Linked DNA regions of Capsicum annuum: region 2 is linked to region 1. The links are chromatin contacts, called in public Hi-C maps. All regions are on one chromosome and are shown on one strand. The core of a region is the stretch at or near the end of the contact, and the rest is flanking DNA. Distances in the headings are between cores, read along the strand shown. Region 1 holds the start of LOC107858457 (chaperone protein dnaJ C76, chloroplastic). Region 2 overlaps LOC107858456 (a long non-coding RNA gene).

Evidence for each region. A called contact is a pair of places that touch in the nucleus more often than the background predicts.
Region 2: a Hi-C map of bud shows a contact between it and region 1, with 3 times the contacts expected there. The contact joins the enhancer-like site here to the promoter of LOC107858457 in region 1. A contact is called at or near these places in 2 of 5 Hi-C or Micro-C datasets (bud and leaf).

The regions. Positions count from the first base shown.
Region 1 is chr2:28,736,775-28,742,753 of UCD10Xv1.1, reverse strand. LOC107858457 (chaperone protein dnaJ C76, chloroplastic) reads left to right here and starts at 2,215. Exons shown (of 4, transcript XM_016703121.2): 1 at 2,215-2,637; 2 at 3,831-4,087; 3 at 4,174-4,357; 4 at 4,454-5,217. The coding sequence starts at 2,290. The coding sequence ends at 5,071.
Region 2 is chr2:28,890,320-28,897,003 of UCD10Xv1.1, reverse strand. LOC107858456 (a long non-coding RNA gene) reads right to left here. Exons shown (of 2, transcript XR_001670997.2): 2 at 4,499-5,040. Among protein-coding and RNA genes, the nearest start is that of LOC107858456, 13 kb to the right of the region's middle. Within about 2 kb of position 4,808, at least 3 of the 5 cell types and tissues checked have an H3K27ac peak or open chromatin away from gene starts, as enhancers often do. A contact at or near this core is called in bud and leaf, where this site is marked.

The DNA of each region.
Region 1 (5,979 bases), core at 966-3,465:
ACCAAGAAGACCTACATAAAAAAATTGATTATAGAAAACAAATTAGAGAAATAATGGAAAATCTAATAGAAAAATTAAAATGGATAGACGAAACCTTGAAAAATTTAGAAAAAAGCAAAGATAAAAGTTTAGATAGTTTAAAAAATTCATTAAGAAGAGAACAAGAAAAAATAGTTCGTAGTATTAATAACCTCAAACAAGATATTAAATATAGTGCAAGTAGAATAGATTATTATACATTTACTTTAGAAGGATAAAATGATAAACTACGAATATCTAAAATACTGGGAACAAGAAATGGAAGAAATAAGATTAATAGAAAACCTTATAAAAACGAATTTAATTGAATATTTTAAAACAAAAGATATAGAATATTTAGAATATCTTAAAAACAATATAGAAGACTTACGAAAACTAAGAGAAAAAACTAAAGAATATTATAGCAAAGCATTTAATCAACTACCATTTAATCACCCCTCAAAATATGAATATCGGTAAAATTGAATATATTAATAAAATATATAAAAATAAAAAATACAAGAACGAAGAAAAACAGTTAATGAATATTACTACAAAGCATTTAACAATTACATAAATTAATGGATACATCTTACGAAAAGAATAAATCATTAAAAGAAATCAAAACTCAACTATATAGTTTATACCAAGAATACAAAAGATTACATAGTACTAACGAGGATCCTAGAACACTGGATAATTTAATTACGGTAATATCTAATTTAGAATATGAATTAATAAAACATCTTAAGTCAAGAAGATAAAAATGAAAAATATTTCAATAAATAATATTCACAAAATACATTATATAAAAATAAATACTTATTACCCAATAACTATTTATTTCCTCGTAAAGTATCGCGCCTAAGCCGCAACCCCCTACAATTAGTTTTTAGTAACTCCGGCAATTATGTTATATTGTAGTCTTTTTATCCTTATTTTTAATTCTTTACGTTTTTTCAGATATTATTTGTTTTAATTCCTTATATTTTTGTACGTTATTCATTTAAATAATATTTTGGGGAATATCATGTTGGAACCAGCGCTTGCCCCCACATGACCAGGGATCGATCCTGCAATAGCACAATATTTTTGCTTTATTTTCAGTGCTTCAGAGTTTACTAAATTTATAACATAAAAATTACTGCAGTGGGGGATTCAAACCCACGACCATCTTGTATGATAAACCTACCTTGACCATTAAGCTACCACAATCAATGTTTGAAAAATGTTAAAAGTCAATATATTACATATTTAAAGAAAGTAAAGTTATTAGCTTAGAATTTATATTTATTCTATGTATTTATTTTTTCAGTACTATTCATGTCATTGGCAATCAATCGAATATAATAATATCCCTTAATCGACACTAAAAGTTTTGCTAACGTTTACGTTAAGATAATATTGGTGCACCACAGTATTATTAAAAGCAAAAAGTGTAAAAAAACTTCAAGGTCTATTGATTTAAGTACAAAGCACAAATAACGCATGAGATTTAACGAAAAAAGGCATAAAGGAAAAAAATATAAATATATGTCTAGTCCAAGACTAATAATATAAGCATGAATAACAAATATATGAACAAAGAAATTAATTTTTTTTTTATAAAGTGAACTATCAATTGTTTAGTATTTGTCTCTTTAGGATGCTTCATTGACAACGAAAAATATATCTTAAAAAATAGAACCTAAACTGCACATAAAGTAAGGCGAGAGCTCAACACATTTTGAGCGTTGCTCGAGGGTGTATGCGCGCCTTTGGCGATCACAGACTTCAAAATCCTGGTTGCCTCTTACTGCCAGCAACATACACTTTGGTAATCAATATGGAGGAAATCGATTTGAGCAATATTAATAAAATATTAAAATAACGAATGTGTAATAACAAAAACTAGAAACATAAGGGAGTAATGCCTTTGTAATCATCTATAATCAAAATTAGTCACTAATGATACTCTGAAATCCATCAATCTGAGAGATGAAAATGGAGAAGTGTGGAAGTTCAACAGCCAGCAACATCTACTTTGATAATCAATATGAAGGAAATCGATATAAGCAATATTAATAAAATATTAAAATGCTCAAATGAACCATAAGGATGTTTTGGCACTTTAGGAAGCAAATTTAAACTTGTCAAAGTCTCTCGTGATGTGAAATATGCAAATATCTTCCACATACAAAATATCTACCCCAAACCAGATGGAAGAGGCCTTACTCTTTTTTACCACTTTTTCCTCTCTCTCTATCTATCTGTTCCCCCCCTGCGGAAAAAATGCATTCTTCTACTCTGCCCATACAAACCATTCCTACAAAAAGCATAAACAAACTTCCAAATCCAAGAGCTCCTCTTGCAAATTCATGGAAATCTCATAATAAAAATACTTATAATAATTCACTGATATGCAGTGCTCATACTTCTTCAATCACTGATTTTGACCTCTATGATCTTCTTGGAGTTGAGAGTTCATCTAACCAGGCACAGATTAAGCTGGCCTATAGGATGCTTCAGAAGCGATGCCACCCAGATATCGCCGGACCATCCGGCCATGACATGGCTATTATACTCAATGAAGTTTATGCTCTTCTTTCTGATCCTATTGCACGGATGGCTTATGATAAGGTTAGTCCATAGTTGTTTCATGGAGCACCTTACATTAATCACTGTTCTTGGATCAGTTATATTTCGGGTCAATTGAATGCATTGGCTAGGTAGAGCCGACAATTTCAGCTCATATAGTTCATACTTAATATATTAGATCACTTATGTTGTAAATTGAATTTCAGTCTATTTTTAACCCATAACAATATGGGTCTCAAAGCTGTCGAAAATTTCTGGAAGACCCAATTAATGCAAGATATGGACAACGAAATAGCTAGCATCAATTAATCAAAAATATATTTAACTTATTAAAATAACAAGTAAACTTCTAGTACAGCACTTTGTATTGCTCTTTTTTACTAGCGTCCAGGAAGGGGAAACATAAAAGGGCAACTTGTAGGCTACTGGATAAATATAAAATACGTGTTTAAGGGTGAATATTCGGTGCTTGATTCAGTATTTTTAAAGTTTAAGTTTAGTAATCGGTAATTGAAAGTAATATCAAATATCAAACTTTTTAAATTTAGTTCAACAAATCAAATTTTGGTACGGTAATAAAACTTCATACGACGATTCGATAATTCGATAATGACGTAATGAAAGAAACATTTTGAAAAAATATGTTCCAACATTTGACGAATTAGCTTTTAGAAAAATTACATATAGAGATTAGATCTCCACTCTCAAGCCCTAACATTATGAATTTGGCCTCACAGATCATGCAAAACATATGATCACTCGTTAAAGTTGACCATATATATGGTAAACAATTTATTAATAGTGGACATTTGATATCTGATTCGGCATTTCTAAAGTTTGATTCTGGTAATTCGGTATTGGGAAGCTCATAGAAGACCAATAACAGTCACATTTGATCTTTTTTTGTCATCTATTTCTTTTGATTGAATTATGCGTAAATAAGTAAGGACTTTTAAAATGTATGCATATAATAAGATCAGAAATATAATAAGATCAAATTGATTTTGAACCTACTGACTTTAAATCCTAGATTCACAGTGGAATCCACCTTGATACTTCTTTGGTAGACTATATCTTATTTAGAAGTGCAATAAAAAAAAGTTCTACTCTTTCTCTCACCTCTCCGTTTCTAACTTGTATTACCCTAAAGCTTGATCTTTAAGAAGTGAGCTTAAGCTGTTAGAAGATCAAAATCAGTTGATTTGTTGCTCCTTTTGGTGGAAAATATGATGCAGGAACTGACAAAAATAGCAGATTTAAGGGGGTACACAGGAAAACCTTTGTATTCGGCATGGTGTGGTGAAGAGAATGAAAAAAGAGCTGTGTTTGTTGACGAAGTAAAGTGTGTCGGCTGCTTAAAATGTGCATTGTTGGCTGAAAAGACATTTGCTGTTGAATGCATGTATGGAAGAGCCAGAGTTGTTGCTCAATGGGCTGATACAGAAGCCAAAATTCAAGAAGCTATAGATGCATGTCCAGTTGATTGCATCTCGTAAGACTTGTAACATAACTGTTGTTTGATAATCTCTTTACTTGACACTTGTTCTTCTTGCTTTCTGACACATGAAATTTTCATAGAGTTGTTGAGAGGTCAAATTTGGCTGCACTTGAATTCCTAATGTCCAAGAAGCTACGGGGCAATGTTAGAATTGGTGCTGGCAATACAGTAGGTGCTCGCACCTCCAATATATTTGATGATCTAGACAAATTCCAGAGCAGATATCAAGATTCCGTGAACAAAGCTTCCAAAACCAATCCTAAGGCAAAAACTTGTTATGAGCACAATTGTTCTTTTGATACAAACAAGCAATTTAGTGGGAAACTTCCGTTTTGACATACAACTGTTGCTATATTTCAGGCATCAGACATGCAAAAAGAGGCACGAATGTCAGCATTTCAAGCAATCCGAGCAATGTCAAATTGGTTCTACTGGCAATCACCAATTGGAGGAGCTGCGGAAGCCGTACAAGCTTTGGTACCAGTAAGGAGAAGTCTAATTGAACCCGATGTTACAAAGCTCAGAGATGCTGAAGCAGCTATGAAACAAGTTAAAAAAGAAACAGTTAATCAAAGAAGCAATGATGAGTATTGGTCTCCATCAACTCTTGCGCTTCCGGAAGCAACAGACACTAGTTTGGTAGATGAAGTTTCCTCGAATGATTCCTCTCCCAAAGCACCGGCGGAATTCTATGATGAAGTTTTCTCACCTAAGGAGAAACAGCAACCCAATCCATGGCTCCAGGGCGTGCCATTCACAACAGCAACAGCGGCAGCAATTATAGTGTGGATAAAACTTGGAGAAGAAGCGACTGTTAGCCTCAACGATCATATTGGTGGTTCGCTCGCATTAGATATTGTCAACAGCTCATGGCTCAAGGTCATTCTGGCAGGTGTTACATGGCATTCGATTGGTATGACTCTAGTGGAACTCTCACGGTCTCTTCATAGTTTGTTCGGGAAGGGCAGAAAATTGTGAACATTTTCCCTCTGGAAGTCAAAGTATAAGGCATATATTGTAACATAAATGTAAAGTTATCATATGGTCTAATCAGTTCTTCAAGTTATTGTATAGTCTAAACAGTTCTTAAAGTAATTGTATGGTCTAATCAGTTCCTGTCCCAAGGGCCTAGTCTGCTTATGGAAAAAGGAAGTTTCTGTTGCGCCCAAGCGCACACGCAAGTGTACATGGTCCACCCAAGTAATATAGTGGCCTTATGCAAAGCCAAGTATCGATCCCATAGAGACTTGTGTTAAACAACTATCAAGAAGCAAGTGCTAAAGTAACCAAAAGTGTTTGAGAGTTATAAACTGAAAGTAAAGTAAACAATACGGCAGATTAAAGGCTCTTGAACAACAATGTGGAGAAACCTAGGGTTAAGGCACTATGAATAATCATAATCAGCTATATAACTTCGTTGGTTAGGTTAATTATCTTTGTTGTTGGTTCACCGGGTCAATATTATGACTATGGTCTTCCGAACCTCTAATCAACCATCTAACTTAGCCCCACAACTACATCATTGAGCGGGGATGCGAGAACTAAGTTAAATGCATTTATATTCTATCCCGTAATTGAACCAAATAGGGTCTGTATATTCCTATCCTAAATGCAAATCATAACATCATTCAATTGAGATTACGATCCTATTCTATCTATCCCACGTTCTATCCTATCATTCCTCCTTTTGGGCTCACGATGGGATTAAGCATGTATTCTAAGGGTCGCGAATCCTTAAAATAGTTAAAAAAAAAAAAAAGATAAATACACAATCAACAATGATAAGTAACCAAAATCAAGTCAATTCATAACAAGAGCAATCATGTTCTTGGTCGTAACCCCGGAAAAGGGTGTTTAGCCACTCATGGACATACATGTTTAGCCAC
Region 2 (6,684 bases), core at 3,559-6,058, 150 kb before region 1:
TGAGTACTGCTTTTCTTCCGCAATTAGATGGTAAAGTAAAGAGAACTATTTAGGAGTTGGAGGATATACTTCAAGCATGCGTGATTGACTATGGTGGTAGTTGGGTTGAGCACTTACCTCTTGTAGAGTTTTCTTACAATAATAGCTACCACTCTTACATTGGGATGCTCTATTTGAGGCATTGTATAGTAGAAGGTGTATATCTCCTAATGGGTGGTTTGAACTTGGTGAGGAGGATATGTTTGGGCCAGATTTGGTTCACCAAGCTATGGATGAGGTGAAGATGATTTGGGATAGGCTTAAGGCTTCCCAAAGTTGGCAAAATTCTTATCCAGACATGAGGCAAGGAGAGTTGAAGTTTGAGGTTGGAGATAGGGTGTTCCTGAAGGTGTCTCCCTTGAAGAAAGTGATGTAGTTTGGGAAGAAGGGAAAGCTCAGTCACCGGTATGTGGGTCCTTATATGATTTTAAGAAGGGTTGTTAATATTGTCTATGAGTTAGAATTTCCTTCTATTTTGAGCTCCATTCACTCGGTATTTCATGTTTCTATGTTGAGGAAGTGTATTTGTGATCCATTGTAGGTTGTGCCTATCAAGGATATTGGTATTTCAAATTTTCTATCTTATGAAGAGATCCCGGTTGAGATCTTGGATCATCAGATTTATCAGTTGCGAACCAAGGATGTGTCCTAGGTAAAGGATTTGTGAAGGAACCACAAGGTGGAAGAGGAGACATGGGAAGCTGAACAGGACCTGAAGTCCAAGTATTTGTTCCTGTTTTCTACTCTAGAAATTCACGCGGAAGGTATGTGTTTTTCATAACATCTTTGTTTTCAAACTTTTTTGAGGGAAAGATTTACTTCCTTGGTATATTTGTTTTCTAACTTGGTTACAGGTAAGGGTAGAGAAATTTGGGGGTTTAATAATTTGGGGGTTTAATCATTCTCGTACTACCTTATTACATCATTCGAGGATGAATGATCCATGTGGGGGGGAATTAAAACACCCTAGGTTCTAGCCCTTACAAAATTTCGTGAGTTTGAACCTTCTATTGATCATATGACTCACCATACTTTTTGTATGGTGTGGGTACGAGTCTAGGGACCCTAGTCATATGTTGGTTAGTGTGATGTTGGTCATGTTCTATTCTTAGTATAAAAGACTCCATACAGGTCGTATGTGTATGATACGAGAAGTAGGGTCCAAATCGTATGTTACCTAGTGACTAACCTAGATGTTCTTCTTAGGATACAACTTGAAGGTTACTAGTTGTATGGGTAGGGTACGATTTAGGCTAAGAAGTCGTATGTTGGATGGAATGTGATTTCCAACTTTCTGATCAAGGTATGAGTATAAGGTACCACTCATATGATGTGGGTATGAGTGAGGGGTTCAAAAAGTACCCACCTGCGGAAATTTTTATAGTTTAAGTTGGGGGTATTTTGGACATTTCCCCTCTTTATTTCTTTTGACCCAATGACTTAAACTACTCCTGGGACTTTATTATCCTACTATTCTCAAATCAAACACTCTAAAATCTCTCTCAAGCTCTTAGTTTAATGAAAAGGCTAGGGTTTCTTCAATGTGGTCAATTAAGGATTTTAAGGCTGGTTTCTCTCCGTCTTCCTAGTTAACTAAGGCATGTTGGTTTGAACATGTGGTTGCATGGGAATGGTTAATTGGTTCTAAGTTTTGGTTTTGGAAACTATATGCCCTCAATATGTTTGTTAAAATGCCAATGAGAATGTTTTTGTCACATAATTTGACTTTTATTGAAAACTTTGCATTACATAAGATGGTAATGGAACCTAAATCGGTTTAAATTTGTTTTAAATGGATCGTAAAGGCCTTGGTGTCCATGACTTAGTTGAATGGGAATACTTGTGGGGTACATAAGAGTCCCTTAGGTGTTGGCTAATGACATCGCTTGCAAGATACAATCGGTATGACGATACCATTTCATAATGCCTTGGTAATTAACTTCTGGATTTGGTGGTTTGGTTATGTACTAAAAGTTTTAATTGGAAAATAATGGCGGTTTGTGATAGCTAACCATGAAGGTGTGAGTCCAATGGACGGACATTGGAAACTCATGTTTGCTGACATAAGGGTTGGTCATGGTGACCATATACTTGTGGGGTACACGAGAATCTCCTAAGTTTATACTTGTATATATTTTTCATGGAGGGCGAAGAGTACATAAGAATCCCCAACACCTAGGATATCTCCGGTTCGTACGGCTACACGCACTAGGGTTTGTTTAGGGGGTAATACAGGACCCATATAGCCCGTGGGTCGTTCTACGATGTTCAATCTATCCAGCCCATGTTAAAGATTATTAACTCCATACTAAATCCGATTTATTTTCCCAGCATAATATATATATATATATATATATGTTTGAATGTGACTGCATTTGGATATTTACTTTGGTTTTGAATAATGACATTACTTTATCCTTATTCCTTAGTACATGCTAGCGTTCACCCGCTAACCCATCTTTGGGCGTTGTATCCCCACGTGATGCAGGAGCCAGCCATACTACTCCTCGTACTTAGCAACTTGGATTCGCAGACAACATTGATGTTTGACTGAAGTTGTGAGTTTCTTTACTTCGGAGGACTCCAATTCATGTTCCCAGCATAACATATATATAGATATATTTGAAGGTAACTGCATATGGATATTTACTTTGGTTTTGAATAATGACATTACTTTATCCTTATTCCTTAGTACATGCTAGCTTTTATCCGCTATCCCATCTTCTGGAGCTGTATCCCAACGTGATGCAGGAATCAGTCATACTACTACTCCTACTCAGCGACTTGGATTCACAGACAACATTGATGTCTGACTAAAGTTGTGAGTTTCCTTACTTCAAAAGACTCCAATTCATGTTATGGATATCTTTTCATACTTTTGTTTATTTCTTAGACTTTGGTTTTGTCTATGCTCAGGGGCATGTCCCTACCAGATGTTCTTTGTATTCGGTTAGAGGCTTTGTGTGACTACTATGGGATTGGACGGTGTCAGTATTGGTGTCAGCCTTGGCATTGGTATTGGTATTAGGGCTGACACCACTTGGATGATTGGATGGTTATGATTATGGGTTTTATTATTATCTTTAATTATTCATTGTTCTATCTTATTATATGTTCAGAATTCATCTGACATAGGGTGTTGGGCAATTATGGTTGGATATTGGGGGTGGTCTCCTATCCCAATTAGGCTTTAGGCACCTGACATGACTAGGTTTTGGTTTGAATCGTGTCATTAGTAGATTTTCATAATTAACTAATTGGGTCTATTTTATAAGTCATTATAGTAGTATTTAAATGGCTCTTTAACGATAAGTTGAATTTATAGTTTTTCTTTTGGTTCCCTTTTAATTTGATAATTAATCCTTTCTTAGTTTTTCTTATGCATGTCCTTCCTCAATTATTTCAAATGGACTTCCTTGCATTTTTTTAAGACTAGGGTCCCCAAAATGATGAGTTAAGCCCCAATCAAATCCAAAATAGGCTAAACATATGAAGAAACAAGGTTGTATATAAAGATATACAATAAATATACATGATATACAGGTGATATATGAGAAAAGGAGTGTCAATATTCAGATGAAGGATCAAAGAGGGTGCATACGACTGATTTTAGGTTATGTATACGCCAATTTTACAGAAAAATGTCAAGAAATTGAGTTGTGAGATACAATTGATATACACAGTTGAAAGGGGCTGAAAAAGACTAAAAAGGGTCCAAAGAGCTGGCCAGAATTGAAAATGGGCTAAAAGGGGCCCAAATCTCATCTTTTCTCCCTTTATTTCCTTGTATTAATTTAATTATTTGTTTGTATATTTAATTTAATATGGATGAATCCTTGCGGAGCAAATTATATTTAAATTATTTATTTATGATGGTTGTTTAATATTTTAAATTTTTAATTCGCTCTATTAGGCAAACTTATGCTCGTAGAATAACTTGGGGGATTTTTTCATATCCCTTCATAGTTATTAAGTAGCTTATATCCATGTTTAAGAAATTGAATTAATTATTTAATTTAAAGTCTAAATACGAATCAATTTGTTAACGTTAGAATTATTTTGAAACTTTGATGTTTAGCTTACTTAATAGATTGTTATTAAATAAATTAAATATTTTTGTAAAATAAGTTCAAGATTTTAATAACTTAATAAAACTTTTCAAAAATTAGCCAAATAATTTAAATATGTCAGGAACCACACTTTGTGGATTTTCGAAAGTGTCTTAACACCTTCTTTCAAATTTACTTGACCCATTACCTAGATTCTAGTAATTTTTTAAAAAAAGTGATTTTCTTTCAAATTTACCTTTTTAATGGTTTCTTTATTTTCCTAAAATTAAGTGGCGACACTAAATTATTTTTCAATTAAATAAAAAAGAATGAAGACTTCTTCTCATTTTTTAGCCACGAAGTTAGGGAACGTTTTTTATTTTCGAAAATGGATCATAACAAACCAAACGTGATAATCAACATTAAACCAATTCAATTATAATATAAGTATTCAAGTTCTTGGCCTCAACCCTTGAACAAAGGTGTTGCCACTTATAGTTTACAACGAATTGCACACATGAAATTCATATGTAAAAACCAAAATTAACCTAAAGCAAAGATTAAGAACCATATTGCAGCTTCCTCATGTGTTTTTCCATCTCCAAAGTGGTCCAAGATGTTAACACTAAGATCTAATGTCCTATTTATAGTATGGAAGCAATTAGGCCATTTTTTATCCTTGGGCGTGTCACGCCTTTGTATCTGCGTGTTTAGGGATATGACATGCCATAATCATGGATGCACAGTGGAAATTGATATTTAATTTGTGTTTTAGTGCATGGCACACCCTTATCTTGGAGGTTTTCGAGGGCCTTGTTCTCAAATCGTCCACTTCTCTTTATAGCAGACTCCTTCCATTTGCCTTTGAGTTCTGCACTTTGTAATAGCTTTTCCAACATTATTTAAGCTTTTTCTTCTCCCGAACATTTCTCTTAACATCACACATGGTCTCCTATAACATCAAACAACACAAATTAGTGCACACAACACAATAAAGTCCATCGAGATACACTAGAATAACATACAGCTCAATCTAGTAACACTAATTTTCACATCTAAACTCTATGTGACCAACTTGATTATGAACTCATTTTGAACTCACCTTAAACACTATAACCATGTACCTTAACACATATATACTCAATTACACCATAACAACTCATTATGTAAACAAGAAGTCCATAAAACTAGGCTAAAAGCATGTAGATAATGATACTTAGGTTCATAAATACACAAAGGTCACGAATCTTCATCATTCGAGGACTAGTTATTAGCCTTTTATTTTTGGTCTTCATTTTTTTTCACAGTTACCAGCAACTCATCTTAGTAGACTTTTAGACATACAGTTAGATGTTCAACTTTGTGGCTTTAAACTCTGATATTGATATTGGTTTTGATTATTATTTCATCATTTAGTTTAGCTTACGCACAAGAACCATCGATTAGCTTGGGATCACTTGTTACCCTAGGCACCGTGTTATGCCCAGGGAGTAGTCTCAAGTTCTGACAAAACACAACCATCAATATTCACGTTTATATTTTGATTATGGTTTTTTTGTGCTCAAATTTGATTTATGCAAAATTCAAGTGGGTGAATTCTGAATAACCTAACTGAAATAAGTGTTGTTGCATAGTCAAATATGTCAAATAGGATCAAGCGAGAAAATGATAAGCAAGGAATAATGGTTGTAAGCCAAGTTTTCGATAAAATGCCCCACAGAAGCAAAAAGTCAGTAGTTATCCATGACGGAACATGTGAAAAAATTTCATATTCATAATAGTTCACCATCAAAAGTTAAAAATTAGTTGTGGTTTCTGTTTTGGCCTAAAGGTTCATCTAATGATCTGTAAGACTTATGGTGAACCATCAGGTAAACCGTCAAGTATTACTAAGATACTAGAAAGTACTGACGAGGGAGTCGATGAACTATCATATATGTGACAAGCCATCACCTCCGATCATCAACCACAAACAATTTGCAATTTTGACTTTAAGTTTTTGCTTACAGGCTTAGTTTTATACATTAAATAATTTGTTCCCTCCATAGCTACAATGCCTCAAAAGAGACAAACAGTAAGAGGTAGAGTAAGAAAAATATACCCCAACTTCAAGACTGAGAGATGAACTTAATAACAAGGTAGATTAAACTGAGGTCCCACCCTATAATACTAGACTAAGTGCGAAGAAGCACGCTCAGGCACCCAGTTTAAAGAGGAGGATGAGTTTTCAATTGAGGAAGCAAGTAGTGTTGAGGAGAGCAGTGATAGTTCAAGCTCTAACCCAAAGTAGGAGGATAATACTAAAGCTGCTAATAGTCCAAAAGAAGAATACAAGCAAGAAGTGGGTGAGGTAATTCAAATAAAAGCTCCAGGGGTGTCAGATTCCATTAGATATAAGGTTAAGGGGTAGAAAAACTTTACTTTGATAGCCTTGAACCAACCAAACCAAGAAGCATGCAGGCCATATGCTGAAAAATACTAGATAGTAACAATCGACTTGCCAGAGTATCTAAATATTGCACGATGGTTCAATGAGTATGAGTTGGGTTGTCTAATCACACCACCTCATACTTATTACCCTACAATCATTTGTGAC